3 separate regions of the Mus musculus genome follow, and all the other regions are linked to region 1. The links are chromatin contacts, called in public Hi-C and promoter capture Hi-C maps. All regions are on one chromosome and are shown on one strand. The core of a region is the stretch at or near the end of the contact, and the rest is flanking DNA. Distances in the headings are between cores, read along the strand shown.

Region 1 (4,125 bases), core at 626-3,125:
CCCTGGCCCAGCCCTGGGGTGCACATAGCACTCATCTATCTGCTCCAAGATGGTGCATTTCCAGCTGTCATGTTTATACCTCAGCCGGCAGGATGAGGACAGGGCGAAGGAGGCAAGGGCAAAGGGAAGGTAGGGGTCTCAGGGAAAGGCTTAGAACTTGTTCTATGTGATAGATAATCACTGTCCCTGCAGAATGTGCAAGTGTCTAACTTCATGTCACTGAAGAAACAAACATAAATCAACCCCAGAATGACCTGAATGTATAACTCAACTTTTCAAGCAGTGGTGGCGCACGCCTTTAATTCCAGCACTCAGGAAGCAGAGGCAGGTGATTCTGTGAGTTTAAGACCAGACTGGTCTACAGAGCGAGTTACAGGACAGCTGGGGCTACACAGAGAAACCCTGTCTTAAAAAACACAAAAACAAACAAACAAACAAAGTTTCTTCTTACAAACACAAAATAGTTTGCAAGAAACCAATAAATTTGAAGAAACGCTACCATCATAATTGAAGAATTAACACATTGCACATTAAACCTTACCAAGTAGTCTACCAAATCAGAAAATCATTCTATCAGCGCTAATCCTGCTTGTGACTCAGGAAACCACTACAGCACAGCACTCCTGGAGTCTATTTACTCCTGCATTCAAAGTTGCTACATCCTTTCAGGGTTTTGTGTAGGCTCACATGTGTGCTTCTGTGCTATCTATCCACACTCACACGCTTAAATACACAGTATCCACATGGTAGGAGGGAGCTGTTTTCAGCTATCTTGCTTTTGGTTGGTTTCCTGTTTGTTTGGTGACAGAGTCCCATGTAGTCCATGCTGGCCTCAGACTTTCTCTCTAGTCAAGGATCACCAGATGCTCTCATCCTCCGGTCTCCACCTCCCAAGGGCTGGGGTTGTGTGACAGGCATGTGTGACCACAAATGGTTTATGTGGTGCTGGGAACTGAACCCTGGACTTCACATATGCCACACAAGCATTCTACCAGCTAAGCTATATCTTTCTTTACCTTATCCTTTTTATTACTGGTGGGGCACTATGTGGATTTAAATAATAACCTTATGTGTTTAAGTGCCTTGGTTTGAATTGCGCCAGAATGAAGGATTCTAGACAGGTGATTTATAGGGTAAAGAGGTAGGGAATAAGAAAAGGCAATTAAAAACTGTGTTATAAAGCAAGTGGTCACCATGAATACCTGGAATGTACGCAGCATTACCTTAAAATTCAGCTTTGGGTCTCTGGGGTAGCTCAGCAGGAAATGCATTCGCTGCCAAGTCTGATGACTTTGAACCCACATGGTAGGAGGGAGCTGTTTTCAGTTGTTCTCTGACCTCCACAAGCACCAGGGCTTCCACAAACGCATGCGCGCACACTTGCACACAAGCGTACACACACACACAATTAAATTGTAATTAAACATTATAATTAAAACATTTAAAGCATTTCCTTCTGCTTTAAAACAATTGCTATTCAAAGTCCTGACCTCTTACCCACTAGGCTTGTTTTCTAAAGTATTTTTCAATATGGAAATCTTGAAAAAGCCCATATGCAACCCTCCCTGAGAAATGGCCTGCTGGCTTCCTCTGCATCCAAGGCCCTCACAGAAGATGGGACAGTTTCACTTGAACTCTTTGACAACGCACTGTGCCACGCTTAAGAGATGGTACTGTAGGACAGTCAACCACTTTAACACAGACTACCCACGATTATCTGTAGCTGCTGCTGGTGCCTTCTGGAAATGCGGCATTGCGAGCAGACTCTTACCTGCAAGGATGAAAACACAGTGTTGCTCCTGGCAAGAGAGAAGCAAGCAGGAAGCACCAGGAGGCTGCTAGCTGCCAGTCACCTGATGCTCTAGAGAAAAGCTCTGTGCATCCTCTTTGGCATAATCCTGCCCTTGCAGGCTAACCCTGGACCTCTTCTAAGCCTCCGCAGCAGCCCTAGCTGTCCCTGCAAGGGAACATCTCATTTACATTATCCTCCACCACAGTGAGCTTTCTCTCACATGAGTACTACACTCCCATACAAGCCCTTAATATTTCTGTTGACTGTTTCCAGATAACAAACACCAATCGCCCCCCTTCAAATCTTTCCTACTTTTAGTTTGTTTTTTTTTTTTGAGACAGAGTCTTATGTAGCCCCGGTAGCCTCAAACTGTGTGTATAACCAAGGATAACTGAACTTCCTCCACCCTCAAGGGCTCAGACTACAAAGGTGTGCCACTACACCCACCAGAGGCTTTTACTTTTCTTAACTTCAGCTTTTCAAGGCCTAATGCAGAACACATCTGCGGGGCATAGGCAGTGGGAAAGAGTAGAGGAAAGTCGGGAAGCTCTGGGTTGGAGTCCCAGCGCAGACACAGCAAACTATAGCTATTCACCGATAGGGAAAGGGAGCCCCCAGACTGGCACTGCTGAGGGCTGCTGTGAGTTACATAGGTGCTGGTATTTCTAGTCACAGACAGTGCCTGGAGATTTAGGGTTTTCCACACACACATGAAAATTTATTGTTTTAAGCTGCAACTCAAGAACTGTGTAGAATGAGGAAAATACAGTGGTTAGGCAGCTTCTCTTAAAACTGAAATTAGAAGATTGAATTGCAACGGGTTCTCAGAGATGTGAGATGGCATGCTGCCATTTGAGAATTTCTCTGGTCCTATTGTCCAAGTTTCCATCCATTCCCACTATTAGCCCCTCCTGATCTTTCTCTGAAGGAGGTAGGTGTTCAATTACTTTGGCTTTACTAGCCAAATCTGGCATTTGTGTCTTGGCTCACAAACTAAAAATATGCGAAATGAGAAAGAGTTGGTCCCTCTCCACAGGGAGCAGCTCGGCCTGGCAGAAGACGGTAGGCGGAGAGATGCGGACAGTGCTATCCTCCTAAACCTGTTCCTCTAGCCCTTCCCTAAACAAAAACAAAGCCCACAACTGTCTTACTCACAGCAGCAGTTTTCCTTGGAGACCTTTGTCTCTGGGTTATCGGGATCAGAATTAACTTGCTCTTTGCCAGAAATTGGCTAGTAGTTAAGTGAATTAAAAACCCCAGGGGTTCCTGAGGTCTGAGGCATGGATTACAATGTGGAGAAAGAATACTGTAAACTGAGCACTCTTTAAAGTACAGTCTGCCCCATGTCATTTCTTCCACAGTCATAGAACAGCTTCGTAGAGATGAATGTCATTTATTATGAAAACTGCTGTTACATTACAGCCAACATTCCAAAACAGTATGTTAACAAATGCTTGTCTTGATTATAAAGTAGCTCGGAAATCATGATCCTTTTCAAAAGTAGTTGCCGCCTGCTGAGTCATTTCCCATGAGTCAGGCCACTGCGCTCGCCTCCGAGTACAGCAGATGAGACAGAAGAGCACCTGTGGTATCCAAACAGCTACGAGTGGCACTGCTCCAGCGCACACCCACAACCCACACTTGTGAGGCTGCTTGTAAAAGAGCAAACCGTGGTTATGCGGTGCTGTCACAATACTTCTGAGGTGGGAGAATCCCATGTGCGTCTCTCCTTCCTTCCCTTCTGAGTTCAGTGTGAGGTAGAGGGAAGACCCGCAGACTGGGCTGAGGGCCACTGTAGCTCCCTGCTTCCTCACATGTGCAGATCTTCAGTCTCCACACAAAGCTTGTGCTAAGAAGCTTACGGGCCTCCTGGGTAGGCAGTGGGCCTCGGATCAGTGAGGTTTGGAGCAGCTTGGCACGGCAGTGTTTGCACTCCAGTGTATTCCTATGTTCTTTTCAGTCAGCAGGCAGAAGATCCTATGTGGATGCATTCCACGAGGGGACCAGGATGTCATAGTCACCCCGTGGGAGCTCTCTGACCACAAATGCCTTGGTAAAGGGGCTTACAAAAGGTTAAAACTACAGTTTAAAACTTCTTCTCCCCCACCCCCACCCCTAGCAAAGTAGCATGCTGCACTTGTGCCTGGGAGAGGTCTAGGAAGGCAAGGGATGGCTGCTTCAGTTCAAGTAAAACCTGCTCCTTGCCAAAGGGTATTGGGTAACTGCAAATGGAATTAGACAAACCAGGAGCTTAAACACAGTCATCAACTTCTTTTCATCTAAGCAGCTTTCCTGGAAAGGTTTCCTGGAACTGCATGGAGCTGAGAGCTTTC
Region 2 (4,125 bases), core at 704-3,203, 720 kb before region 1:
CTATTTGGAGGCTTCCCCTCACCCCTCCCCCCTTTTTTTGAGTCAAATCTTGCTGTGCAGCCAGGGTTGCAGCAGGAGCAGTCTTCCTGCCCCAGCTCCTGTGCCTGTCTTCTTCTTCTTCTTTTTTTTTTTTTAAATATTTTTTATTATTACGTATTTTCCTCAATTATATTTAGAATGCTATCCCAAAAGTCCCCCATATCCCCCCCCCCACTTCCCTACCCACCCATTCCCATTTTTTGGCCTTGGCATTCCCCTGTACTGGGGTATATAAAGTTTGCGTGTCCAATGGGCCTCTCTTTCCAGTGATGGCCGACTAGGCCATCTTTTGATACATATGCAGCTAGAGTCAAGAGCTCCGGGGTACTGGTTAGTTCATAATGTTGTTGCACCTACAGGGTTGCAGATCTCTTTAGCTCCTTGGATACTTTCTCTAGCTCCTCCATTGGGGGCCCTGTGCTCCATCCAATAGCTGACTGTGAGCATCTACTTATGTGTTTGCTAGGCCCCGGCCTAGTCTCACAAGAGACAGCTATATCAGGGTCCTTTCAGCAAAATCTTGCTAGTGTATGCATGTGCCTGTCTTCTTACAACAGTGTCCCGCAGTGAGTGGGCCAGGGTGGAGGTGAGTGGGGTGCTTCAGTGGACACAGGAGCTACACTCCCTGCTATTCTACCTGTGCTGCTCATCTCTGCGGGGAAAGGGCACACTGTTTGCTCGTTTATTTCCTTTTGTGTCTTTTAATGAAAGGTCTGAGACTGCGACGGCCTATAGAGGCTGGGAGCAAGGTTACCTCCTGAGTGCTGGGACCACACCAGCAGGGTAACGTTGTAATGATCATGTCCACTTGTTTATTCTACTTTGTTCCCTCTATACTGGTACACACAGTCTCTCCCTCGCCACATCCCCTCCCTTCCCCTCTCCTTCCTTATCCTAGGAACGCACTCTGCCACTGAGCTACACACTCACTATCCTGTCTGACTTCCTCCAAAAAAATATTCATTAAAAATTAAAAAACAGCCAGTCGTGGAGGCACATGCCTTTAATCCTAGCACTTGGGAGGCAGAGACAGGCGGATTTCTGAGTTTGAGGCCAGCCTGGTCTACAGAGTGAGTTCCACGACAGCAAGGGCTACACAGAGAAACCCTGTCTCAAAAAACCAAAACACACACACACACACACACACACACACACACACACAAATTAAAAACCATGTAATGGGCGGCTGAGAGGGCAGGCTTGGCAGGTACCAGGACTTGTTGCTTTTGCAGCAGGGCCTGTTCAGTTCCCAGCACCCACATCTGCTTGTGTCTCCAGCTCCAGGGAACCCAAAGGGGTTAGAAACAAGCAACCAACCACCCAGTTAGAATAATTCTATGATACATACTCACCATTTTCCTTCTTGATGGTTCTAGGAAGCACTGTTTAATTTTTCAAATCTCCTACAAGAGAGAGGAATTAGTTCACTTTACCCTATCAAGTTCCCACCATACTTGTTCATCTTTATGGTAGATTTACAACGAAAAGCTTAGACTAGCATCCTCTAAATGAAAATCCTATCATAAAAGTGTTGATCCTACCCAATGCAACAAGCCACCCCAGTGCGCACTTACTTTACTCATTTTCTTCAAGGCTTTCTGCAAGGGAGGCATAGCCCCACCTCCAGGTCTAGTGCTCTAGATAGGCACTTGGAGCTCCCTTTACCCGGGACACCTACTTTACTTAAGACGTCTGTACAATACATTTCTATACTTCACACTTTTGTTTTGTTTTTTCCCAAACGCCACATCTTGCTAACTTATCAATCGTATTTAAAAGTCCCAGGAATACCATCTCCAGCCCGAGAGTTCACCACGAGGATCCCAAGAAATAAATTTGCACCAACGTGGGGCGCAGCAGGCGTTTGAGTGCACGGAGAAAAGGATAAAAGCCTTTCCCCCACACTCACCCACTGCGCTCAGCACCACTGCTGCGGGAACGGAAAAGCCTCAACTACAAGGGCCGGCATGCCTGCGGGTTCCAAAGGCGTGTCTGTGCGCCACAGAAGTGAAGCCCGGAGCCCTCCGCAGGGGACGCCCTACTCTCCCGTCAGTCTCTCCTCATCACACCGACTAGGACTCGGAGGACCACGCACCTCACCCCTCGGCCCCTGAGAGCTCTACCCACAACCTCACTAAGAAGCAGAACCCGCTGTCGCCCAGCAACTTCATACAGCGGCCTGGAGTGGGAAGCAGAACGCACAGGACCAATTCCGCCCAACTTCACACAGCGGCCTGGAGTCGGAAGCAGAACGCACAGGACAACTTCCGCCCAACTTCACACAGCGGCCTGGAGTCGGAAGCAGAACGCACAGGACCACTTCTGCCCAACTCTTTCCACAAAGCCAGGAGCTTCAGAGCAGAGCGGAAGTGATACACTGAAAGAGCTTCTGCGACTGGTGAGTTGTGAACCACTGAAGGGCTCGCGGGGGCTGTCTGTTCTTCTCGCTGGAGGTGCACATCGGGCTGGCTGTGGTGACTGCAGAGGGCCGGGGGAACATGAATATAGAAGGAGAGGTTGCAGATGAAAACTGCCTTGCTGCAGGAGGGGTGAGGGTGCTGACTCCAGGAATAAAGGCTATGCCACGCGGCCCTTGATTATTCTGGAAAAGGTCTTGAGCCATGCGTAAATGAAAGAAAAACCACACGCAAGTGCAAAGAGAGCTCTCGTGTAATTGAAAAATAGCAAGTGGCTGTTCAGAGGGCTAAAGATCATGTAGATTGACAATGGATATTCCCATCTCTCCATTGTACGGCAGCTCCAGCCCATTCAAATAATGCTTTAAATGTGTCTGTACTGTGAGCACATTGTCCGAGAAAAACACCGGGACGTGGTCGTGTCATCTCACAATAGAAGTTTATTGTATAACAAGAAAGCCACAAGTTACATCAGTCTCGTTGGTAGCTTGTTACAGGATGTTTGGTCACACTGTGAACCCCCGAGATTGTGTTATTTACCGATGGTGGGTGGGAGGAACCTTTCTAGTTGTGGTGTGCCCTTAGCACACATCTTTAATCTCAAACAATGAAGGTAAAATTAGTTTGTAGAAGGAAGCATCCATGTTTGAAAGTGATGTCTAATTGAATGGCAGACAAAGTGAGGAATCAGAGAAAGATTTGACAGAATAGGATATGCCCAGCTCTCTCCAGAACAGGGAGAAAAGATGGGCTACTTAAGGGGTAGTGCAGAGAGAGACTGGGGGCAGTTTTTACTGGGACAGTTATATATAGAGAGGATGCAGATAGAGAAAACAAGCTATGCATAAGTGAAGACAGACTGAGCCAAAGAACAAGAAGCAGCCAGAAGATTAGAGAGGATTGTCAGGCTTAGTTTGAGGCCATGCAGAACCATTCAGTCAGAGGCTGAGAGAGAAGCCAGATGAATCAGGCAGCTTGGAGAGGAGTTTGAGCCAGAACAGCTGAGTTGAACCAGCCAGCCAGCGCAAGCTCAGAAAGAACTAGAAAGGGTGAGCTTATTCGGCAGTAATTCTCAGAGTCTGAAAACATAATAGGCCTAGATAAGATTGTATGGAGGCTATAAGCTTCCAGAACTAGGCCTAGCTTAGCAGAGAGATGGGAGACGACAATTATACCAGGTGAATAAAAGATACTTTTACAATACCTGTTTGAGGCAAACACATTTCCTTTATTCAATTCTATTAACTCTCAGATTGCACATCACACTGTTTTGAGTTGTTTTGGTTCTTTGGTGACACTACTCTCCCACCATTCAGTGCACAGCCATGGAATATGTGGGTAGGGGCCCAGTGCTTTTCCTCTCTGTTTCTCTGTGTAGCAGTTGACGTGTGTTCAGGGGCAGCAGTTCTGGCCTTTTCTTGCCTTGGCTCTGTGCGTTTGTGGAGTGACCTGTCTGCCTCAGTTCTTGCTCGTGCTGCCCTAGAACTGACTGTATAGCTGAGGCTGGCTTACCCTCTACCTCCCTTGTGCTGGGATCACAGATGTGTGCCGCCACACCCAGTGGTGCTGGGGACCAAACCCTTGTGCATGGTAGCTAAGCACTCTACCAACTCAGCTACAGCTTAGCCTCTTGAATGTGTTAGTTTTATTCTGTCTACGTGAATATCTT
Region 3 (4,125 bases), core at 830-3,329, 660 kb before region 1:
TTGTAGACTAGGCTGGTTGACCAGCAAGCCCTGGGAACCGCCTGTCTCTGCCTCCCTAAGACGGCAAGCTCCCTGCCACCATTTTTTTTTTTAAATGTAGGTTCTAGGGATTGAACTCAGGTTCTCATGCTTGCAAGGCAAGCACTTTACCAACTGAGCCATCTCTCTAATACCTGTTACATTTTCTTTTACTTTGTGTGTGTGTGTGTGTGTGTGTGTGTAACAATTATCTCATGAGTCCCAGACTGGTCTCCAACCATGTAGCCAAAGATAACTTTGAACTTCTGATTATGCCCCCACCTCCCATGTGCTAGATAGGTTACAGGCCTGTATCACTATCATTAGCATATGCAGTGCTGGGGTGGAGCTGTGGGCTTCCAGTGTGCTAAACCAAGCACTTCATCAACTGTATTACACCCCTAGTCCCTTAGTTTACTATTGTGAAGGTCTTACTTTATAATACAAGCCAGCTTTGAACTCATGACTTAGCAGCCTCAGTTTTAAGAGTAGTGGGATCATAGCTATGCCCCATTCCCAGATCTAGTATTTTAATCACTAGGTGAGCAGCCCTATATAGTCAAGGATAGCCACGAATCCTTGTTGTAAACGTGCTTAAACATTATGAGTGGTTTTTGCAAAATTTTCTGTAACTGTATTGTGATATTCTCAGCCACGAACTTTGTAAATGACAGCAACAAGGTATCCAAATGTCAAAAAGGCAGGGTATGCCTGTTCAGCCTCAAATGCATTTATACAACATCTCCGATTTTTAAGATATTTTATGTAATACAAACAAAATCACCTCAACTGAAATTCCTACCAAGACCTCCTAAGAGAATGTCCCCTTCTTTTCTGCAATTCCTCAGAAAAACACTACCTAACAGATACACAAGAAAACTGCAATCTGGGAGGCTGACTAGACAGCTCAGTGGCTAAAAGCACGTGTCCTGCAAGCGTCAGAATGGGAACTGAGATCCTTGTAGTCATTTAAAAGTTGAGGAGCACTCAGAACTGGGGAGGAGGAGAATGGGGTTCCCCGAGGCAAGCTGGTTAACCAACAAGGACCCGGTTAGAGTAAGACCCCGCCTCAGTTAAGAACGATCCAAAAAGACATCTAAAATTAACACACACTACCGGCACATATGCACCAACATCCACATGAATGCACATGCCCATAATCAACCAATGAAATGCAGATATCCACAGGGAGCATCTATAACGGATAGTGATTATCTGTAGGGCTAAAGGGTCAATTCTCTTCACAGTCAACTAACTACAAGGCAGCACCAAGTGTTGGCAGCCATGCACTTTCCTCTGGGAGTAAACACATTTTTCAAACCAAGCACTGCCCCAAGGAGACCTTTAGGGACACCCGGCCGGGACAACAGAACAGACTTCAGCAGTCGTTCCATCCCGCGATCCCTTGAGCTACATCCCTCCGAGTTCCTTCTCCTCTGGCAGAACACTGCCATTTTTGTTACAGTTCCTTTTCATTCTCTTCTCAAATAAAGGGCCGGGTTAGCCGGAAAGCAGGCACGGTCCGTGCAGGAGACTTCTCGCCACAGGACAGCCTTGGCTTTCGCAGACAGCGCCTCTCACCCAGGGGGGCTGCTCCCCAGCATCCTCCAGCCTGCGCCCGGCGGCCTCGTCATCTCCCGCCATGGTGGGCGAGCGGCAAGGCCACGGGTGTCGGGGGAAGCGCGCAGTGAGCCGCGGCTGCAGCAGGGCGCACTGGGACTCACCTCTCGAGTCCGAGCCGGCGGGAGGGAGAACGGCCGCGAGGCTCACTTGAGCCGCCAGCCAGGACTCCCGCCGCCGCGGAACACCCCAGAACGGCCCGGGGAGGCCAGCGTCTAGGGAAAGAGTCGACCGGTCCAAGCCGAACCTGCGCGCCCAGCAGGGCAAGGGAGCTGCGCGCAGCACACTGAATCCCCGGCCGCCGGTGGGCGGTGCCCTAAGAAACCAATGGGGAGCCGAGCCGCCCAGAGCGACGGCGCCGCAAGCCCGTTGACTCGGGCCATAGGCCCTCGCTCAGTCGGAAAACAGATCCCCCAACCAATAGTGGGTTCCCGGGCTTTCCTCATCTCTTCAGTTTCCGTTTCCGGGGGAAGGGACCGTGCGCGGAGCACGCCGGATCTCTGGAGAGACAAGTGTGTGCTAGCTGTCTGGAAGTTAAGGGCAGCGTCCCCGGTTGTACGGTTGGTTGGTGTTTTATGTCAATCTTAATATTGTTAGTCTAGCTGCTCTGAGGAAAAAAAAAAAAAAAAAAAAAAGATAATGAAGATGGATTCGCTTGAGGAACAGCGAATACCTGCTCGCATATGATGCAAAGGGATCTCAAGGGTTTGAGGGAGGGCGGAGCCAGAGCATGAACAAGAAAATAGGACCATACAACTAATGAAATAAAGACACGAAAAGGGGGCTTATACAGAGGAAATGAGAAGGAAAACGAGTGAATCTGGCTGGGATACATGAAAATATTTGTTTACTAACAGGACTACGTCATTTGGATTCGCTTATTCCGAACTTATCATACTTAGAACCAACAGTAAGAATACAATACTCAAGTAGAGGCACCTCTGAATAACTGAGCTTCTGGGTAATTGAACGAGAAGAAACTGAACATACAGTCTTGGGGAAAGTGCTAGAATAAGGCAGCTGAATACTTACTCATTCTTGCCAATGGATATAAACACACTGGCTATAAATGTGATGCCTAGAGAGCACAAATCCCAAAGTTCCAACCTTTGTATCATTTCATTGAGCTCTGAAAATCAAGCTCACAACTTGGGTTTGGTTCACTATCTTAACACCACCTTGTGGTTAGGTTTTTGTTTTTAACCATATCAAGGACCGTCCGGGGCTAGGCTGGTAACTGGGCTTCCAGGTGACCTGCCGGTGGTTTGCTTCTAGGTCTCATCAGAGCTACCTGGTGGCAAACTTCTATTGCACATGCATTGCGTTATTTCAAGTCATACAAAATGGTTTCCAAGTTACAGAGAATGATTTTTAAGTTATGTTCCTAACAGCAGGGCACAGGATTATATAATTATAAGACCAGAAGGAATCAGGAACACTTTCCTTAAAGGAAGAGATATGAAAACTAAGGCCTGAATTGATTTGAATTTTCTAGGAAGAAAAGCAAAATGAAAATAGATGAATAAAGTGTCAAAGTGTCAGATATTATGAATTACAAGTTGGTACTTAAGGGACTGGCCACATTTGTATTGAAAGATTATCTGTGGAATATAATAGTGGGAAGGAAGAAATGGAGTCAGACTTTTTGGGAGCTGTTTAGAACAGTGGTTCTCAATCTTCTAATGCTGGACCCTTTAACACTTCCTCATGTTGTGGTAACCCCTGATCATAACGTTTTTGTTTGTTTCTTTTTGCTACTTCATAACTGTAATTTTACTACTGTTATGAATCATAAATGTAAATATTTCTGGAGATAGGGGTTAGCCAAAGGGGTTATACTTCACAGGTTGAGAACCACTGGTTTAAAGATTCCAATTGAGAAATGTGAGGATACTTTACATACATCCGTATTTCACTTTTGTTGGACAAATTATTTAATCCGGACCCAAATTACTACCCACCTTTGATCATTTAGTTTCCGGATAAAACATACACACAACCTTTATAAACCTTAAACAGCACAAGAGCTGGGCAGATACCTACCCTCTATGCTATTAGAATCTATTTTCCTATAGATAACCCAAGTTATTACTTACTATGTTTCATCAATAGGAGGGAATTCATGCCAGGTACTGTTGAAGGGCCACAACTTGACAAGACAGACTCCATCTTGTAACCAGACCTCCATTTTATACACTAGGCCCTGTTCTCGGTTAAACTCTAATTTATTAAAAAACAAACAAACAAACAAACAAACAAAAAAACAGCTGGGTATGGTGGTGCACACCTTTGATCCCAGCACTCGGGAGGCAGAGGCAGGCGGATTTCTGAGTTCGAGGCCAGCCTGGTCTACAAAGTGAGTTCCAGGACAGCCAGGGCTAAACAGAGAAACCCTGTCTTGAAAAACAAAAAACAAAACAAAACAAAAAACAAACAAAAAACCCCCCAAAAAACAAAAAAAAAACAAAAACATACAAACAAATAAAA

What was found. Promoter capture Hi-C pulls out the DNA fragments that hold promoters and counts their contacts. Hi-C and Micro-C count contacts between places; a contact is called where the count stands out from the background.
Region 2: a contact with region 1 is called in a promoter capture Hi-C map of hematopoietic stem and progenitor cells, with 2.2 times the contacts expected there. The contact joins the promoter of Nif3l1 here to the promoter of Mpp4 in region 1. A contact is called at or near these places in 8 of 39 promoter capture datasets (the 3T3-L1 cell line, embryonic stem cells, hematopoietic stem and progenitor cells and 4 more).
Region 3: a contact with region 1 is called in a Hi-C map of forebrain, with 6 times the contacts expected there. The contact joins the promoter of Orc2 here to the promoter of Mpp4 in region 1. A contact is called at or near these places in 2 of 39 promoter capture datasets (hippocampal neurons and stem cell-derived epiblast-like cells) and 1 of 484 Hi-C or Micro-C datasets (forebrain).

The regions. Positions count from the first base shown.
Region 1 is chr1:59,159,761-59,163,885 of GRCm38.p6, forward strand. Mpp4 (membrane protein, palmitoylated 4 (MAGUK p55 subfamily member 4)) reads right to left here and starts at 1,876. Exons shown (of 22, transcript NM_145143.3): 1 at 1,772-1,876. Als2 (alsin Rho guanine nucleotide exchange factor) reads right to left here. Exons shown (of 34, transcript NM_028717.6): 34 at 2,996-4,125.
Region 2 is chr1:58,443,198-58,447,322 of GRCm38.p6, forward strand. It overlaps Nif3l1 (Ngg1 interacting factor 3-like 1 (S. pombe)), which reads left to right and starts at 1,954. Exons shown (of 7, transcript NM_022988.3): 1 at 1,954-2,437. It overlaps Ppil3 (peptidylprolyl isomerase (cyclophilin)-like 3), which reads right to left and starts at 2,289. Exons shown (of 7, transcript NM_001285827.1): 1 at 1,949-2,289; 2 at 1,392-1,442. The coding sequence starts at 1,394.
Region 3 is chr1:58,503,030-58,507,154 of GRCm38.p6, forward strand. Orc2 (origin recognition complex, subunit 2) reads right to left here and starts at 2,080. Exons shown (of 18, transcript NM_008765.3): 1 at 1,743-2,080. It overlaps Gm15834 (a long non-coding RNA gene), which reads left to right and starts at 2,087. Exons shown (of 4, transcript XR_865442.3): 1 at 2,087-4,125.